Linked DNA regions of Mus musculus: region 2 is linked to region 1. The links are chromatin contacts, called in public promoter capture Hi-C maps. All regions are on one chromosome and are shown on one strand. Each heading gives the region's core, a stretch centred on a gene start, on an enhancer-like site or on the middle of the called end of the contact. The rest is flanking DNA. Distances are from core to core; before and after follow the strand shown.

Region 1 (3,581 bases), core at 440-2,939:
TGCCTTTGGTGACATAGAGGGCTTCAAGACGCCTCCATCTGAAGGAACAGGCTGTGCAATGCTTCACATGGATTCTGGAAGAACATCAAGCACTCTTAACCACTGAGCCATCTCTCCGACCCCTGAATTTTCATGTACTAGCTTTCTGGCATTGTGCTTGTTCATTAAAAAAAAAAGTCTATTATTATTTATCCTAAAAAGGGATTTATCTTCTAATACAGTATAATCTGGTTATATGTTCACCTAATTAATAACCTTTCTTCTGAGATTATTTTTAAGTCAATTACTTTAAACAGATACTCTCTGGATGAGTTGATTAAACATTTTTTTTTTTAATGTGCAACATTGAAGACATACTTTGAATACTGATTAGCTAAGTGGGCCTTTAATTTTTCAGGGTTTTTTTTGGGGGGGGGGCAGCGTGGGTGGAGGAGGTTAGATTTTATTTGTTGGTTGGTTGGTTTTCCTCTGCCTGCCTCAGCCTCCTGCTGGTCTTCCTGGTATATCTTTACCACTCTCAGTTCTCATACAAATTTAGTTTTCTTTTTAATTAACATGTCTGTTTATTTGGGGGTGGGAGGTGCTGGAGAAAGTGAACAGGGGCCTGTGGGAATCAGGTCTCTCTTTTTACCACAGGAGTCCCAGGGATTGAACTTGGGCTATCAGGCTTGGCACTCAGTGCCTGTACCCCTTAAGGTACCCTACCAGCCCTCTCACAGTAATTTAAAAGAAAAATGCTCATGATTTAAATCCATATATGTACACAGTAGAAATATTGGAAAAATATAGAAAAGGAAGAAAATAACTCATCCGTGTCTCACTGCCCAGCAGGACTGCTTTATTTTGTTAGGGGCGTGAGCAATTTCGTGCCATTGGAGGTCAGAGGACAGTGGACCTCTCCCCAGCTCTCCCCTTCCATCTTGAGGGTTCTAGGCATGTAGCCCTGGCTGTCCTGGAACTCACTCTGTAGACCATGCTTGAACTAACAGATCTGCCTGCCTCTGCCTCCAGAGTGCTGGGATTAGAGGCGTGCGCCACCACAGCTGGGCCTGCCCTGCCATCTTGGTGCTCCCTCTCCCTCAGTGGAAGAACTACGAAGGTTATGGTCAGTACTAATCTAGTACTTGGTCCTGATGTGACGTGTCCCCAAGGCCCGTATGTTGGAAGCTCGGTCCACAGCTGCTGATCCCATTGAAAGCACTAACTCCATCGGTGGGGTTAGCCCATAGTTCACTTCAGACTGAATGGGTTAGTAGGTCGTAGGGCCTAGCAGATGGATGTATAGGAGATTTGTTGTTCTTTACATTTATTTTATGTATTAGAATGTTTTGCTTGCATGTAGACTTGTAATGACACTTGTTCCTGGTGTCCTCAGAAATCAGAAGAGGGTGCCCTGGAACTGCGGTTAAGAACGGTTGTAAGCTTCTGTGTGGGTGCTAGGGGATGAGCCCAGGCTCTACAAAAACTCTTAGCCGCTGAGCTTTCTCCAGCCCCCGATGGGTATATGTTGTCCCTGCTGGTTTCCTGTCTCTCTGCTTTTTGGCTGCCATGAGGTGAGAGTTTTCCTCCACCATGCCTTTCTGTGATAATGTTTCTGCCTTGTCACTGGCCAAACAGAGATGGAGCCAGCTCTTCAGAGAGAAAGCTCTGAAAGTGTGAGGCAACATGAACCTTTCAAGTCCTACACGGATTTGCTCAGATAAAAGGTCAAGGTGACAGCAAGTGACTAATGTTGGGTTTCAGACAGGGACAGGCAACCACGGTGCATATTTAACATACCAAATCGGACCTGGCCTCCAGGTTCTCCCAGCATCCCTTAGTCCCCACCTGTTACAGGACACAGCTGGCTGATGTACCCACCCACCCTCTACCCTGAACTTCCCAGCCCAGGGACTGCATTCCCTCCCCTCTGCCTGCCTCCCCCCCTCCCCGCCCCCCCACCTTGTGTGCTTTCTCTCTTTCTCTTCTCCTGCATGTTGACTCCACTGATACCCTCTTGCGTGGTCGGTGAACTTGCTGCCCCCAGTGAACCCGTCTTTATACTTTAATTTGGCTTGAATTGGCTCATTTCATAGGAGAATGCCTACCAACTTTTCAAAATTATATCTATATAGATAATTTTTTTTTTTTTTTTAGTTTTTAAAACTGTGTGTCTGTGGATTTGTGTGTGTGAGTACTTACCTACAGAGATCAGAAGAGGATACCAGGTTCCTGGAAATTGGAGTAGCAGGCAGTTGTAAGCTGCCAGATACAGATGCTGGGAACTGAACTCCAGCCCTCTGAAAGAGCAGCAGGTTGTTCTTAATTGCTGAACCTTTATTTATTTATTTATTTATTTATTTATTTATTTATTGTTGTTATGTATGCATATGCCTGCTGTGGAGGGCACAGAGAGGTCAGAGAACAGCAGTGGAGTCAGATCTCTTCTTCCACCCTTGTTAGTTCTGCAAGGAGACCCACTGAGCTATCCCTCCAGATTGCTTGAGTCTCTTGATACTGGCTATGTAGCCTAGGCTGGCCTTGAACTCACAGCCTTCCAAGTGTGAAAATTACAAGCATGTAAAAATGTGCCACCATTCCCTTCCCTGAGACAGGGTTTCACTGTGTAGCTCTGGCTGTCCTGGAACTCAATATGTAGATCAGGCTGGCTTCAAACTCAGAGATCCACTAGCCTCTATTTCCTGACTGCTGAGATTAAAGGCATGAAGCACCACACACATTCTCTCTCTCTCTCCTCACTCCCTCTCTCCCTCTATCCCTCTGTCCCTCTCCCTCTCTCTCCCTCTCCCTCTCTTTCTCTCTCTCTCTGTGTATGTATGTGTGTTTTGATTGGTTGTTTTTTGTTTCTTTGTTTGTTTGTTTGTTTGTTTGTTTTTGAGACAGGGTTTCTCTTTGTATAGCTTTGGCTGTCCTCTAACTCACTCTGTAGACCAGGCTGGCCTCAAACTCACAGAGATCTATCTGCGTCTGCTTCCCAAGTCCTGTGATCAAAAATGTGTGCCACCCACCGCCTAGCACATACTCTCAAGTAAATGTCAACTTTTTTTTTTTTTATGGCTATGCAGCATTTCTTCATATGGCTATGTCATAATGTTTTTGTTACAGTTTAAATCTGGGAAGTCCATCACAGCTAGTTTTGAGGCTTGGGCCTGTCTGTGGTGACTCTCTGAAGACTCTGAAGTCTGTGGGAGATAGAACATGGTGGCAGAAATAAGCCCTTAGAGAGGAGTAATGTAATACCCTTAAATCTGCAACCAATCCTATGTAAAACAGTTTTTAAAAAGTCAGGTGCAAGTTAATGGTATGAGAAAAGAGGTAGTTAGTCAAATAATTGAAAAAAAATTTTTTGTGGGAATGGGAATACGGTTAAATGGTATGTAGGCACAGAACCTCAATTAAACCAATGTCAACAGAAAATAAGCAAGAAAAGATTTCTGACAAAATAATTGCACCAGATCTTTCCTCTTTAAACCTTCCCATTAACTAAAATATTTTTCTGCCGATTCTCAAGGCTTTTGGCATCACTTGTATTTTAAGATTTTTCTTAAATTTCAACATAAAAATAATGATTTTTAAAAAAC
Region 2 (3,611 bases), core at 720-3,219, 93 kb before region 1:
TGTACAAATATTTATATGTGTATGTATATGTGTATATACAAATAAATGTGTGTATGTGTATACAAATATGTATATGTATGTATATATATGCATATATACATATATGTATGTGTGCATCTATGTACCTTGGATCTTTGATTGCATCATGGAGCAGCTAAGCAATGCCAGCAGCCCCTCACCTCAAGATTTCCTCTTAAGCAAGAAAAGTCAGCCGCAGTGGTTTAAGCCGGCGTAGGGAGGCTCTGGAAGGCATTCTGAGCTGACATGTCACAATTTCACTGAATTCTCCAAACATGTGAATCTCTATTTCACACACTGGAATGTGAATAAGTTCTCCACAGTCACAGAGCTAGCGGCTAATGCCAGAATTCCCGGCCAGGAACCATTTCAAACCTCAAAGAATTTTCTTCCAGGACCTTCACAGTGTAGCTCCTGACCCAGTAGGGGCATGAATATTCTCTGGGAGCCTGTTAGAGACGCAGAGTCTCTGGCCCTCCTCAGACAGATAGGCTCAGGTTGTACAATAATTTAACAAGACCTATGGTGCTGCCTGTATGTCTCTAGAAGAAAGAATAAGGAACAACCGTTGAAACCTACAGGAAGCAAATTCAACTCAACGAGAATGAGAAATTTGTAAGTGATTCCCCTTTGACGTTCCTTGGGAAGGAAAGAGCCTGGTGGAAAGCAATGAGTGCCCAACAAGGGTCTGTCCTGCACCGACAAATACCCCCGCCCCATCCCGGACTGCTGACGATGCTGTGGGGAAGAACCTTGAGATCTTTCTGCTATTGTGATTTTTCCCATTGGCCTTTCCTGAACCTGAGATTTCACTATGAAAAACATCCCTAGATGTCATTAACGCTGAAACTAGCAAATGAATGACTTTCCGGAGGAACATGCCCTGCATTGCAAGTACAGGTTTTCAGGGTGACTTCAGCAGACAGAGAAAAGTCAGAGATCCTGGGAGGTGTGAAGACGAAGGTCATGATTCTGGGCTCCCTAATGGCCCAGCCGTCTTGAAGCAGAGGAAATGAATCGAGGCTGGGCAGCTGAACCAAGGCAGCAGGCGGTGGGAAAGGGAACCTCAGGTGGCCTGGGGAAGCAAATTCTCACTATTGCCTGCTGATAACCACCTGCCGCTGGGTTTGAGGCTTCCCTCGGCTTTCTCTGTGGCGTCCCTGTCACTGACTGAGCCCCAGGCAAAAGCTGTGAACTCCACACAGACTTTGGAAGCATACACATGTAACCACATTCTCACCCTTTTGAATTTAATTCCACAGTATAATTAAGCACATACACGGCACACGCATGGCTATAATACCAGCTGTCTGTTCAATTTGGAAGTGTGTATTAAACAAATCCAAGCAAGGAGCAACAATCTCGGAGCCTTAGGCCTGGGGGAGGCGCCACACAACCAGCCCCACAAATAAGCATTTTCTGTGACACACTGCCACCAAGTGGCCAGATGCGGGAATGACAGCACAGTGAAGCACTAACGGGACAAGTCAGTTTCTTGGCTGTCCTTGGACCCCTGGCACCTGACAAACGCTCAAAAATTGTTTTTTGAACCAAATTTAATTTAACTGAGTTGGAATTAAGTGAAGTGAATTGATTAAGCATAAAATTAACAGATGTGTGTTGGAACAGTTATTAAGGTTTGTTTGGTAAGCCTTCACAATGTGCTAGCATCATGATCGTCACAGAATGGATAAGTATGGGAGGGGAGGCGGGAGGGAAGGGGGGTTGGAGGAAGGGAGATGAGGATAAAGGGAGGAAGAGAAAAAAAGATAAGTACTGTCACACCGACATGAACTAACATAAACCTATGGTCTTCTTTTCCTTTTTGTTTGTTTGGTTGGTTGGTTGGTTTGTTGTTGTTTTGTTTTGTTTTTGAGACCAGAGCCACCCAGGTGATAGGATCTAAAGGCAGGCACCACTACAGCCCAGCTGTCATGTAACCTCAGGCTGTGGGGCCCCGGAGAGAACAACAGGCACAAGCTCTCCACATCCTTATTTGATTTCAGTCTGAACCTCCCTTTGTTCTGCATTTTTGTGACCTGCCTGGCTTCTTCCTGGTTTTATACAACTTCAGAACATGCCACATGATGTGGAATAAATGCATGATGGTGTGAAATATACTTTACAGTTGACAAACAAATCCATTTTGGATTAACATGAAACGGGGCTGTCATTTTACCGACAGGGAAAGGGAGCCTGAGATGTCAGAGACCTCCCCATATCTCACGTAAAGCCCGTAGGTCTCCTCTCTAGGTCCTGCGGACTTCCTGCCTGCAGGTGGCGCACGGGGGAGCCTCCCTCACCAGGCTCGCTCACCGAAAAAATAGCAGTGGGGCCTCTGCCTTTTACACCAAGTGCCAAGAGGATCCTGCCTGGGGCCTCCAGATGTGGGCGGGGTCTCCTGCTTGCACCAGGTCCCTCCTAGGCACACACACACACACACACACACACACACACACACACACGCTCGCCCACTCTCCCCCACCCCCACGCTTGGCCTTGGCTGTCTCCTCTTCCTGCTAGCTCACAGCACTTCCACCACAGGCCTTCAACCCCATCCGAAGCTATTAAGACCCTTGTCCCTGCATGGTCACCTTGAAAACTACTTACCAGAGAGAAATTTATAGTCTTTTGGTTTTTCAAGGCAGGGTTCCTCAGTGCAGCTCAGCCCTGGCTGCCTTGGAACTCACTCTGTAGACCAAGCTGACCTCAAACTTCGCCTGCCTCTGCCTCTCAAGTGCTAGGACTAAAAGCTGGTGCCACCACCGCCAAGAAATTGATAGTCTTTAAAAAAAAAAAAAAAAAAAAAAAAGTAGCAATTTGGGAGATAGGAAAAACAGTGAGAAATTCTTGTGAAAAATATTTAAATAAGCTCTTCATTTACCATGCTAAGTCCAAAACTAGAAGTAATTGCGATGATGATGGTGTGTGTGTGTGCGTGTGCGTGTGCGTGTGTGTGTGTGTGTGTGTGTGTGTGTGTGTGTGTGTATTCAGATTTTTATATTCGTCTTTTTAGGATTTTTTATTATTTTTAAAATTGTGTGTGTGGGTAGGTGTATGCATGTAAGCGTGCCCACAGAGGCCAGAGGAGTCAGTTTTCCTAGGAGCAGGAGTTACAGATGGCTGTGAACTACCCAAGGTAAGTGCTGGGAATCAAACTCAGGTCCTTGGGAAGAATAATACATATTCTTAACCACTAAGTCATCTCTCCAGCCCTCATCTTGTTTTTGAAAACAATTTGAAATGTCTACCATGCTAACCCTAAAGAGGTCAGGGCTAACCCCCACTGGCCCCTGAGGCAGGAGAAGAAATCTCTCCCCTGGCTGCTTCTCTTGCCTCTTGTACACCTGCCTGACCACTCACTACAACAACTGGTTGTCTCACTAGTCCACAGGTTTTCTAAGATCAAGAATGGTATAAAAGAAAAACCCTACACACAGGCCTCAGAGTTGAGAGAACAATCCAGATGATTCTAGTAGGATAAGGAGATGGCTCAGTCCAAAAAGTGCCTCCTAACTGTGAGAGATTTGAGTTTAATCTCCAGAAACACAAGCCCAAGCTTGCGTTCCCAGCTCTGGAGAGGCAGGGACGAG

What was found. Capture Hi-C pulls out chosen DNA fragments and counts their contacts.
Region 2: a contact with region 1 is called in a promoter capture Hi-C map of liver. The contact joins two enhancer-like sites. A contact is called at or near these places in 4 of 39 promoter capture datasets (the 3T3-L1 cell line, 3T3-L1-derived adipocytes, neutrophils and 1 more), 10 of 484 Hi-C or Micro-C datasets (the Ba/F3 cell line, CD4 T cells, the G1E-ER4 cell line and 7 more), 4 of 115 datasets of contacts at active chromatin or transcription factors (cardiomyocytes, embryonic limb bud, embryonic stem cells and 1 more) and 3 of 9 other capture datasets (adipose tissue, liver and pancreatic islet).

What each region holds. Positions count from the first base shown.
Region 1 is chr10:91,175,564-91,179,144 of GRCm38.p6, reverse strand. It overlaps a transcript of Tmpo not described here. Among named protein-coding and RNA genes, the nearest start is that of n-TWcca2, 4.1 kb to the left of the region's middle. Within about 2 kb of position 1,689, at least 21 of the 459 cell types and tissues checked have an H3K27ac peak or open chromatin away from gene starts, as enhancers often do. A contact at or near this core is called in liver and memory CD8 T cells, where this site is marked.
Region 2 is chr10:91,269,194-91,272,804 of GRCm38.p6, reverse strand. No RefSeq gene overlaps it. Among named protein-coding and RNA genes, the nearest start is that of 4930534H03Rik, 50 kb to the right of the region's middle. Within about 2 kb of position 1,969, at least 110 of the 459 cell types and tissues checked have an H3K27ac peak or open chromatin away from gene starts, as enhancers often do. A contact at or near this core is called in liver and memory CD8 T cells, where this site is marked.